Regions from separate parts of the Mus musculus genome. Here regions 2 and 3 are each linked to region 1. A link is a contact called in public HiChIP or PLAC-seq and promoter capture Hi-C data. All regions are on one chromosome and are shown on one strand. Each heading gives the region's core, a stretch centred on a gene start, on an enhancer-like site or on the middle of the called end of the contact. The rest is flanking DNA. Distances are from core to core; before and after follow the strand shown.

Region 1 (3,181 bases), core at 283-2,782:
CCCTATCAGGGCTCTAAACCTGGTAATGTCTGCATTACTGATGTTGCAGGGTAGTTAAGAGGCAAATGAGACACCCTTAAATTCTCACTCCAGGGTTTCACCAATGCTTTAACTCCCTCTGTCATCGGTATTTTGTGGCCTATGCTGAGATAAGTTTGCAATCTCTGCATGGAAAAAATTCTACTCTAGGAAGATCACAGCAGCTACTGGGCGATTTTCTGTAGTTCACAGACAACAGCTAGAAACTTGATTATGCTTTAAAGTGAAACTCTTGCTTTATTTCACAAAGACCATCCTGTAGCCCACTGCTATCCCACAAATGTTTTGTTAGGCATGGGTATTGTTTGTTTTTTTTTAATACAAACAAATGTCTTAAAAACAAAAACAACACACCTAGTCTGCCAATTATCTGTGACCTTATATCCCAATAATAGGAACCAACCACCTACTCTTTGCCTCGAGAAATGCATGTAGTACCTCAGACTTGGAAGTTTTCAGGAGACGATGTTCACTCAATAATAATGTAATTTCTTCATGTTGTATGTGCATGCATACTGATGCAAATAGCTGTGAGGGCCAGAAATCAGCAACCAATGTCTCTTTTATTCCCTCTGTACTTTGTTTGTGTGTGTGTGTGTGTGTGTGTGTGTAGGGGGGTACTTCTGTCACTGATCTTGGAAGTCACTGATTCAGGCATACTGGCTTCCAGCAGTCCTGTTCCTCCTGTCTCCACCTCCTCAGTTATGGGCCTAGAAGCCGGCAGCAGCAACCCGACTTTTAATGTAGGTTCTGGAAAATGAAACTCAGGTCGTCAAGCTTGAGTAGCAAGCATTTTACTGACTGGGGCATCGCTCCAGCCCTGTAATATTAATCCTTACTTCCAAAATCAGTTTTAACTTGGTGTGACCGCTACCTACTGGAGTAGCAGATCCCAAGGCCAATGACAAGATGACAACACTTTGCCTGCCACACCCCCTCCATGGCCTGTGACAGGTGTCAAGTTAGGAACTCACTCGGTGACAGTGTCTTGGAACCAGACCCAGAGCTCTGCACCTGACGGAGCCTGCAGGAAGGGTGGCCCCCAGTATCGCGTCCTCCAAAAGCCTTGCGTGAACGACAGGTGGAGCTCCCGCAGGGAGTACTTGGAGATCAGCTGTCCCAGGGCTTTAGGGAAGAGCCTGTAATGGGACACTGAAGAAAGCAAGGCAGGTGAGCGGCGACCCAAGCCCCACCCCTGAGTAGCTCTCTTTAGGAACTGAGCAAGGTGCTGCAGACATTTTCCTGGGGTCCTGAACTCACCTCCTTCCCGCTGCAGATCCGAATCCCAACGCGTGCGGAACTGGAATGTGGCGGCCACGTCGCCGGAAGGCAGTGGAGTGATAACGAGCTCTTCTCGCAGGCTGTCGCGTGGGCCCTCCGCGCAGCCACAGCAGCCCCGTCCCACCAGCAACAGCACCAGTAACCGCAACGGCAAACCGAGCGGCATGGCAGCCGCCATACCTGCGGCCGCTTCCGCCTCCCAGCATCGCCCGCGCCCACCAAAGGCGGTCATCCAATAGGAAGCCGGATGAGAGAGGACTTCCGGCGCCGTCCCGGAAACCACTCCGAGGTTACCGGAGGGACACGGAGGTCCGTCAACAGATCGTGGATTTTGCCGACCTGGCCTGAAGGGGTGTGGGCGTGTGGCGGAGGAAGAGAGCTGGCTTGAGGGCCCGCGCACCTATAGGTGCTTTCACCAGCTAGGAAGTGCTCGATATGCAGTGTGGCCATCCCGGTACCAAGTGCTGCTATTACAGGCGTGAGGTAGAACCGTCCAGTGACTCTATTTACTTGGCTCAAAACCTAGCCCGCAACGGTGAGGGCAGAGCTGTCCTACCCCCTCCCTGTGGTCTTAATAAAAGAATATAATAAAATAAATAAGAGTGTATGGCAAAATTGAAAGAATTAGCAGCTATTAAACATGTTCCTCCAACCATGTAAATTAATTCCACCATTAACATGTTGCTATGGGTACACACCAACAAGCCCACTCATCTATTATAGCATTGATTCCATCACGGAGTAAATTTCACACATGGGTATTCTGCATTGTCAAAATTTAGTTTCGTTCAAAATTTTCTCATAAAATTACCTGGGTTTTAATTAATAAAATATTGTAACTCCAAATCTTACGGAGATATAGAATGTTCCTAAGAACTGGGGCTGGGGATGAAACTAACTCAGTGGCAGAGTGCCTAGTAGGCATGAGACCTTGGGTTCATACTCGACATAGCAATGTGTATTGGGAGGGAAGCCCTAAACTTAAAGTCCCACCTAAGGTCCCAGAAAATGGTCTAATGCCTCTTTCCTGTCAACATCTATCTCCAGAACACATTGTAGAGGCAACCAGTGTTCTTGTAATAGATTAATCTGTTCTAGGACTAAATGTAAATGACAGCATAGTATGAGGTTTTGTGTGTTCTTTCCTGAAAGGAATGATTTTGAAACCACATTGTGGTTTAGAGACAGAAACCATAGCTTCATGGGAGTTGGCTCTACATCCTTTCCTCATCTCTAGGGAAACAGTGCTGATTGGCCTCGTGTTCTCATGTGTATAAGGTTATTTACTGCTGTGCAGTGCTAACATTGTGTGGGTAAGCCAGTTTCTCCACTGGAGACACTCCATGGGCAAAGGAGTGCTTGGTAGTTTTGGTTATAGTAGGCAAGGATGATTATAGTCTGTACAAGTGGCTTTGCACACTTAGGTTATCATGTCCCTTGGGAGAATATTTAGGAGTAGGATGGCTGCAGCAAAGAGGAAGTGCAAGCAACTGTCAGACCTTTCTCCAAAGTCTGTCATTTTTCTATTAAAAACAGGAGAGTTTAAGGCCAGCCTGTTCTACATAGTGAGTTCTGGAACAGCCAACACTGTAGTGAGACTCTATCTCAAAACAAACGGACAAATTAAAAGCTCAAACATCAAGAGCTCTGGTTGTACTGCATCCTGGTTAAAATCTGGTGTTAGGTCTGGGACGCAGTGATGCACAGGATATCACTGTAGGGCTAATTTGCATTTCCTTAATAATGGTGTTGAGTACTGTTAATGTTCATTATCCATTCACTTATTGTTTCTTATGAACATTCTGCTATATATCTTCTGTACATCTTTTAAAAAAAACTTTATTATTGAGCTGTAGCTGTT
Region 2 (3,181 bases), core at 445-2,944, 390 kb after region 1:
TACTCTAAATGAGTAAACTCCATAGTACATAAATTATATCAATAACTCCATCTTGAAGTAAAGAGATAAGACCCCTTCGTCCACAATGTGCTCCTGAAAACTATAAAATAGCGTCAGGACAGGCATGCTATAAGGGAGCTTGACCAACAACTGGAGCTCACGTCTCCTTCGACACGTCCATCTATCAGATCTCAAACTGATGGCTCTTCCATCCCAAACATTCATTTTCAAACTGTCACTAACTGAACCACAACTGTCAACCTAGCATTCTCTTAATTCTCAATATAACTTGTTTTAATCCAAGTAGTAATTAATTCTGTTCAAAGTATCGAAGTGGGCACAAGCCTACAATTTCTTCTGGGCTCTATGCAAAAATATTTGCAAAACAAAAACTCCAGCAATATCTCAATGTTTCCCTCTGTTTTAAACAATGAGCTATATAATATGATGCAAATGCATCACAGAGGGTCTGTTTTGTAGATTTGGTTTCTGGGTTTGTTTTTGTTAAGGAGCAGATGTATCTGGTCACTCATTTACATAAGTCATTATCCAAGTCTATATGACCACAAATGTTTGGATGTTCTTGAAACCACTAAGAACTGAGGGTTGTAAGATGCCCTCGAGCTCAGAAAAACTCTCTTCCTGGTAACAGGGCAACTGCATCTGTAGGAACTGACTTGCTTTCTAGACAGTGGCTCACAGCCATCTTAATGCTAATGAGTTGCATATGGATTACAAGAGAACTCTAGCTCAACATTTTCAAGGGCTCCCAACTAAAGCACTGGAGAGAGCCATCCAAAAAGATGCAACCTTCACCAATAAGGATGACCCATCCCTTGATACTGCATCAGTCTCCTGAGACTGGGTCAACTTTCCTGGCCAGAGGGTCTTGGCACACCCTCTTAACAACAATATCAAGTTAAAACCTCTTATCTGGGCACTTGATTCCATTTAGAAGCTGACTTAGCCAATTTTAATATTCAACACACCCTGCCTACCTTTCTGACGCTTTACAATCCTTCTCACGGGCTTGTTAGTCTTTTTCTGTAACTCACTGGGCTTTCATCAAGTGCTTTGTTATCTTCACAGCTAATCAAATCACTACCAAAGGCCATGATCTAGGGTATGTTCTACTCATACAAGGACTAGACAGTGGAGCGTGTACATACAGCACTGGACAGGAACGAGACACCATCGTACGTGTTTAACCTGTAAGGTTCTTGTCAGCAGTAAATGTTTCCCTTAAGTCCCTGTCCATTACACAGCTGTGACACATAGTACATCCTAGGAAATATCTCAGGGATTGTACTGAGTAGTTGTTTTTAACAAATACTAAAATTAACATTTCTTAGAGTAGACATACCTACAGAAAATCAACTTCTTTTCCTCATAGATCCATTTAAATTAGTATTAGAGAGTGCGTCTCCATTCCTCTCTAAGCAAAAGTCAGTAGCTCAGAGGAGCTGAGGGCTCTGGAGTTGGAGCACGGATGGACGAAGCTGACCTGCCTGGCTCTCCGCCCTTAGCCAGAGCTTCACTGGACTCACGCCTTTCTTCTCCTGCCGCTGCACCACTGTCCTCTGGGAAACAGAGGCCTCATGGCTACTCTTGCCTCTCCTTTGACTGACATGACCACACTGGAGGGCCTTACATTCCAAACAGCACAGGCCTTGAGCCGTCCCCCAGGTCACACGGAGATCTGGTACTCTCACATCCCAGTCTGTGGTCTGGCTGGGCTCCTTGAATGAATATTCAGGCCCCAAGCTCCTTGCTTTTTGGCTCATTCCAAAGAAATCAAGAATGTTAATGGCTTCTAAAGATAAAAGCCCAACATGTGGAGACAATAAGACAGACTGCACAACTGTGGAATCAGTCTCCCTTCTGGAAGGATGACCTTGAGCTATTTGTGAAAGTGCGAGAAAAAGTTTAAGCAGCAAGTCTGCTTTTCCATTGTAAAGCTCACCCAAGAGGGACCTTCTCATAAAATGCAGTCCACCACGGAGATTACCTTTCAGGGACGGACATAAAGGCAGTCGGTAATAAATGCCATAGTGTTAAGATAAAGAGTTTGAAGCCTTATAAAAGAAGGCTTAAAGGGATCCAAAGTCTGGCCTTCTTTAAATCTGCCATCTTGTATACTGAGCTGTTTAACTGGTTCTTAAAATAGCTATCATCTTATTGCTAGGGAATTTAACTCTCTCTCTCTCTCTGAATGAATGAATGAATGATTATAATGCTTTCATTTTTGAGCATTTAGACACTACGTATTTTATATGTATTTTATTAGTTTGACAAAACAAAACATAAAACCTGAAGGTCAAAGGGGGAATAACCTCCCTAAGGAGACTTCCCCTATCAGACCCAGAAATACACTCCAGGCCAAAGACTGATTCCCAAAATCTTTCCAGTATTTTTCTTTCTACTCTTGCCTTCCTTCAGCAAGACAACTGCAACAAAATTAACTGTTGTAGCTTTTCGCTCTGGGGCAGGAAACAGCCCTATTCTATCGAGAACCTTCCTATAGTGTCAATTCAGAGTGGCAAGTATAGGAAGCACCGAGTGCTCTCTGGTGAACTTTGAAGCAACCAGAAACTGGACAACAAGGCTGCTGTTGTAAGAGGAGTGCACAGCGCTTACACCCTCAGAACCATGCTTGCAAACACTATCCCCTACATCCGAGACTGACGAAGTCAGCATGTGGACCGTGTATTAACTGCACCCTGCAGACAGCTGCAGGCTGAGAGTGAATGAAGAACTTCCCTCTCACACTGCTCTGATGAATGCATATCTGACAGACAGTGTGAAGTCTTTTCAGTAAGAGCCTGGACTGTGGTCTTAAAGGAGGAAACAGAGCAACAGTAGACGGCCTCAGTCACAGAGCTTCCCAATCTTAACTATGCCGTCATGCTTTAAAGTTCTACTGCAAACAGATTAGTGTGGCTACTACTCTAAGGAGCACATTAGAACGCTGGGAATTCAGTGCAGATCCTAAAAAGAAATCATCTCACTCGCCTCAGGTCACAGGGCCTAACTGGAAAGGCCCGAGTCAAGGACGAGAACACTGCAAAAGCTATTGCGCCCCCCACCTGTGCAGGCAGCAAGCCTGGGAAGGAGGAGGGGCCAGCTGATGCGCTCCTGGACATGCCGCAAGCACTGAGAGGGAGAGCAGCCGGCTGGCATC
Region 3 (3,181 bases), core at 183-2,682, 340 kb before region 1:
GAAAGAGGCGGAAGAAGTCTTTAAGGGCTTCATAATTGTTCTCCGCCACCTGAGGATGCCAAGATGGAAGAGTCAGGAGACCCGAGGACGTTTAAGTTAGAAAGCGCTTCAGAGATAATGAGTTCAACCCATTTTATTTTGTATAAGAGGAAGTGGACTGGTTGAGTTTACCAGAGCACATGACAGGGCTCAAAGTGGACTCTGAGGCCATGCTCTCCTCCTAATCAAGCCATCTCTGGGGAAACGGGGAATGGGGCAGGTGGTCAGGCAACAGACTCACCTCTGTGTCATTGGTCACGTACATCTTGTCATCCGAGTAGGAGAAGCCCACCCCAGCTGGGGACTCGATATACAGCACGTTGGCAATCTAGGGGGAGGAGGGAATGAGCAGAAGAGGGGGTCCCCAACCCTTCAAGTACCCAGACATCCCTAAGAGACCCACAGCTCCAGGAGTACCAGGTTCCAAGCATAGGGGTTGTACTCCAGGGTGACACCATCTGGCTGGATCTGGGGAGGAAAGACAGAGAGGCCTGTGAGGGTGCCGGTTAGCAGCTGGGTGGAGAGAAAGAGCCACAGTGCGTTTCCGTATTCTCACACTCCATGAGAGGTACGGAAAGTTAGGGCAAGGGCCACCACATAAAACAGAATTGTTAAGGAAAGCAAACTTAGGCCACAGGTTCCTTCTCCCCTTCCCCTTCCTGCCTTTTCCTTGAGCTGTCTCTAACTAGTCTCCTGCCCTCTCTCATGGGGGAGGGGGATAGTGGTCAACTCACCAGAAAGGGGCCGTGCTCTGTAAGCAGCCCATCGAGCGAGCTGCAGCCGGGACCCCCGTTAAGCCAAAGCACCACGGGGCTGTTCTTTGGGTCGTTCTGCGACTCCACAAACCTGGGAAGGATAGGAAAGGATTGGTGTGAGTCCAGGTCCTGCCTGGGGTCGTTAGAATTCGCTCGTCCAGTTATCATGCCCTCCTAGGAACTTTAGGGCCAAGCCAAGCACCAGTAGTGGAAGTGCTTGGAGTCCGATGCTCTGAGGTAGCCGGAGTATTGCCGGAAAGAGGGCTGCTTGGCCAGGCCGGGGAGACAATCGATTTCATCCTGGTCCGGAGCTGCTTCGTTCCGGGACGCCCAGGACAGGAGCAGCAACAAGAGCAGTGGAGACAGCGCGGTTCCGGGCATCTGCAGGAGGAAGCATCGGTGGAGGATGTTTGTTTACCAGTCCCCCCAGATCCCTTGCGCTTCGGTGCAGCAGTTCCTGGGGAGACGATGGCGCACATCTCCGGGAGAAGCCCCCGCTCGGATCCAACTCCGGGCCACAGAGCCACCTTCGCTGCCCACCAGTTTGGGCATCTCCGTACCTCTGCTTCCTTGCGTCCTTGCTCTCCAGGAGGCGCCTTTGGACTGGAAGTCATGTGTAGCTCTGGTCACGTGAGCATCTGCATCACGTGACAGTTTGCTCATTGTTCACTTTTTTAATCTGTGGGCCTGAGGGTCGGGAGTGGTCAAAGTGCGTGGCCCTGAAGGTTATTAGTCAGGGTGCCAGAGATCAGGTGATCTTGGTGTTGACAGAAGGGTTCCCCAGGCTCCTGGGGACCCCTTACTGGTGACAAGCGAGAAAGCGGCGCTAGGACCCCCAGGCAGAGCTGGGGGAAGTTAGAGAAGGGGGAAATGCCTTACATGGTTCATCCACCCCGCCCCCGCGGTCACAATCTGAGCCCGCTGCCCAAAATAGCCCTTGGCATGAGCTGCCCTGTTGCACGGCTTGGAGATGGCTGCTCCCTCCGAACACGTAGGACTGGGTGGCCCACGGAGCCCTGCGCGCCCAGAGCCCCCTCCCACCCGCTTCCACCAAGTGCATGGAGCCAACATCCGCATGGACCCCTCAGGAACGCGAGCCACACGCGTGGAGAGTTTCGCCCACGGTGTGTGCTTCAGTCGTGAGCCCCTGGCCCCCGGCCAGGTATTTCTAGTGGAAATTGAGGAAAAAGAGCTGGGCTGGTGCGGGCACTTACGTCTTGGCCTGACCGCTCTGGATCCCGCCAGTCTGGCCGCTGTACCCGAGTTTTCACTGCCTGACTTGGTCAGCCTTGGCCACAGTTGGGTCTTCGCTATCACACGCCACCACAACCGTGTGCCCCGGGAAGGTCAACCAGAAGCGGAGGCAGCGGTCCCCAGTGGTCCCCAAGCCCTACTGGTTGAACCCTATCTGCGCATCGAGCAGTTCCGAATTCCCCGGGACCGTCTGGTGGGCCGCAGCCGGCCAGGGCTTTATAGCCACCTCTTAGATCAGCTCTATGAACAAAACGTGCTGCCTCCTACAGCGCGCCGAAGCCGCTTGGGTGTTCTCTTCTGCCCCCGTGAGGATGGGACCGCCGACATGCACATCATCATCAACGGGGAGGACATGGGCCCTAGCGCCCGGGGGCTGCCAGCTGCTCAGCCCCTCTACGCTGTGGTAGATGTGTTTGCTTCCACCAAGAGCGTGCGTCTGGTCCAGCTGGAGTATGGCTGTAGGTATCCCACCCCTGGAGTGACCTTCTGGTTCAGTGTAGGGACGGACACCTGCTAGGACCCCACAGCCAGCTAATAAGGCCTTGCAACTAGTTTTGAAGATGCACGGTCTGCCTTGGGCACCAGCTTGTGATTTTACGCACATCACACCTTGGCTGTGGGCCCGCCTGGTATATTCATCTCCCCTAGTTGACTGAGACACCCTGCAGGTTCCTTTTGGTTTGGACGATGTGGATGTGGGCTTTTAAAAAAATATTTATTGCCGGGTGTGGTGGCACACGCCTTTGATCCCAGCACTCGGGAGGCAGAGGCAGGCGGATTTCTGAGTTCGAGGCCAGCCTGGTCTACAAAGCGAGTTCCAGGACAGCCAGGGCTATACAGAGAAACCCTGTCTCAGAAAAAAAAAATATTTATTTTATGTATAGGAATACATTGTTGCTGTCTTGAGACACATCAGAAGAGGGCACTAGATCCCATTACAAATGGTTGTAACCACGTGGTTGCTGGGAGTTGAACTCAGAACCTCTAGAAGAGCAGTCAGTGCTCTTAACAGTGAGCCATCACTCTAGCCCAAGTCTGTGGTTTTTAAATTTTGTCCTGGAAACCAAGTCAGGTTCTCATGCACGCCCCAGCCCGGAAGACAGGGATTCTAAAACTGATTTTAGGCCAGAGAC

The links. Promoter capture Hi-C pulls out the DNA fragments that hold promoters and counts their contacts. HiChIP or PLAC-seq counts read pairs in DNA pulled down with a chosen protein or histone mark.
Region 2: an H3K27ac HiChIP or PLAC-seq map of stem cell-derived neural progenitor cells shows a contact between it and region 1, with 5 times the contacts expected there. The contact joins the enhancer-like site here to the promoter of Pigt in region 1. A contact is called at or near these places in 6 of 39 promoter capture datasets (the 3T3-L1 cell line, the C10 cell line, cranial neural crest and 3 more) and 10 of 115 datasets of contacts at active chromatin or transcription factors (the SCID.adh cell line, SST interneurons, bone marrow-derived macrophages and 7 more).
Region 3: a contact with region 1 is called in a promoter capture Hi-C map of neural stem cells. The contact joins the promoter of Ctsa here to the promoter of Pigt in region 1. A contact is called at or near these places in 2 of 39 promoter capture datasets (erythroid cells and neural stem cells), 2 of 115 datasets of contacts at active chromatin or transcription factors (microglia and pancreatic cancer cells) and 1 of 9 other capture datasets (pancreatic islet).

The regions. Positions count from the first base shown.
Region 1 is chr2:164,495,876-164,499,056 of GRCm38.p6, reverse strand. Pigt (phosphatidylinositol glycan anchor biosynthesis, class T) reads right to left here and starts at 1,532. Exons shown (of 12, transcript NM_133779.2): 1 at 1,300-1,532; 2 at 1,014-1,191. The coding sequence starts at 1,498.
Region 2 is chr2:164,107,269-164,110,449 of GRCm38.p6, reverse strand. The region is part of intron 9 of Stk4 (serine/threonine kinase 4); the gene reads right to left. Among named protein-coding and RNA genes, the nearest start is that of Stk4, 35 kb to the right of the region's middle. Within about 2 kb of position 1,694, at least 40 of the 459 cell types and tissues checked have an H3K27ac peak or open chromatin away from gene starts, as enhancers often do. A contact at or near this core is called in stem cell-derived neural progenitor cells, where this site is marked.
Region 3 is chr2:164,832,024-164,835,204 of GRCm38.p6, reverse strand. Ctsa (cathepsin A) reads right to left here and starts at 1,432. Exons shown (of 15, transcript NM_008906.4): 1 at 1,355-1,432; 2 at 997-1,175; 3 at 774-885; 4 at 457-507; 5 at 281-367; 6 at 1-49. The coding sequence starts at 1,408. Neurl2 (neuralized E3 ubiquitin protein ligase 2) reads left to right here and starts at 1,609. Exons shown (of 2, transcript NM_001082974.2): 1 at 1,609-2,506. The coding sequence starts at 1,765.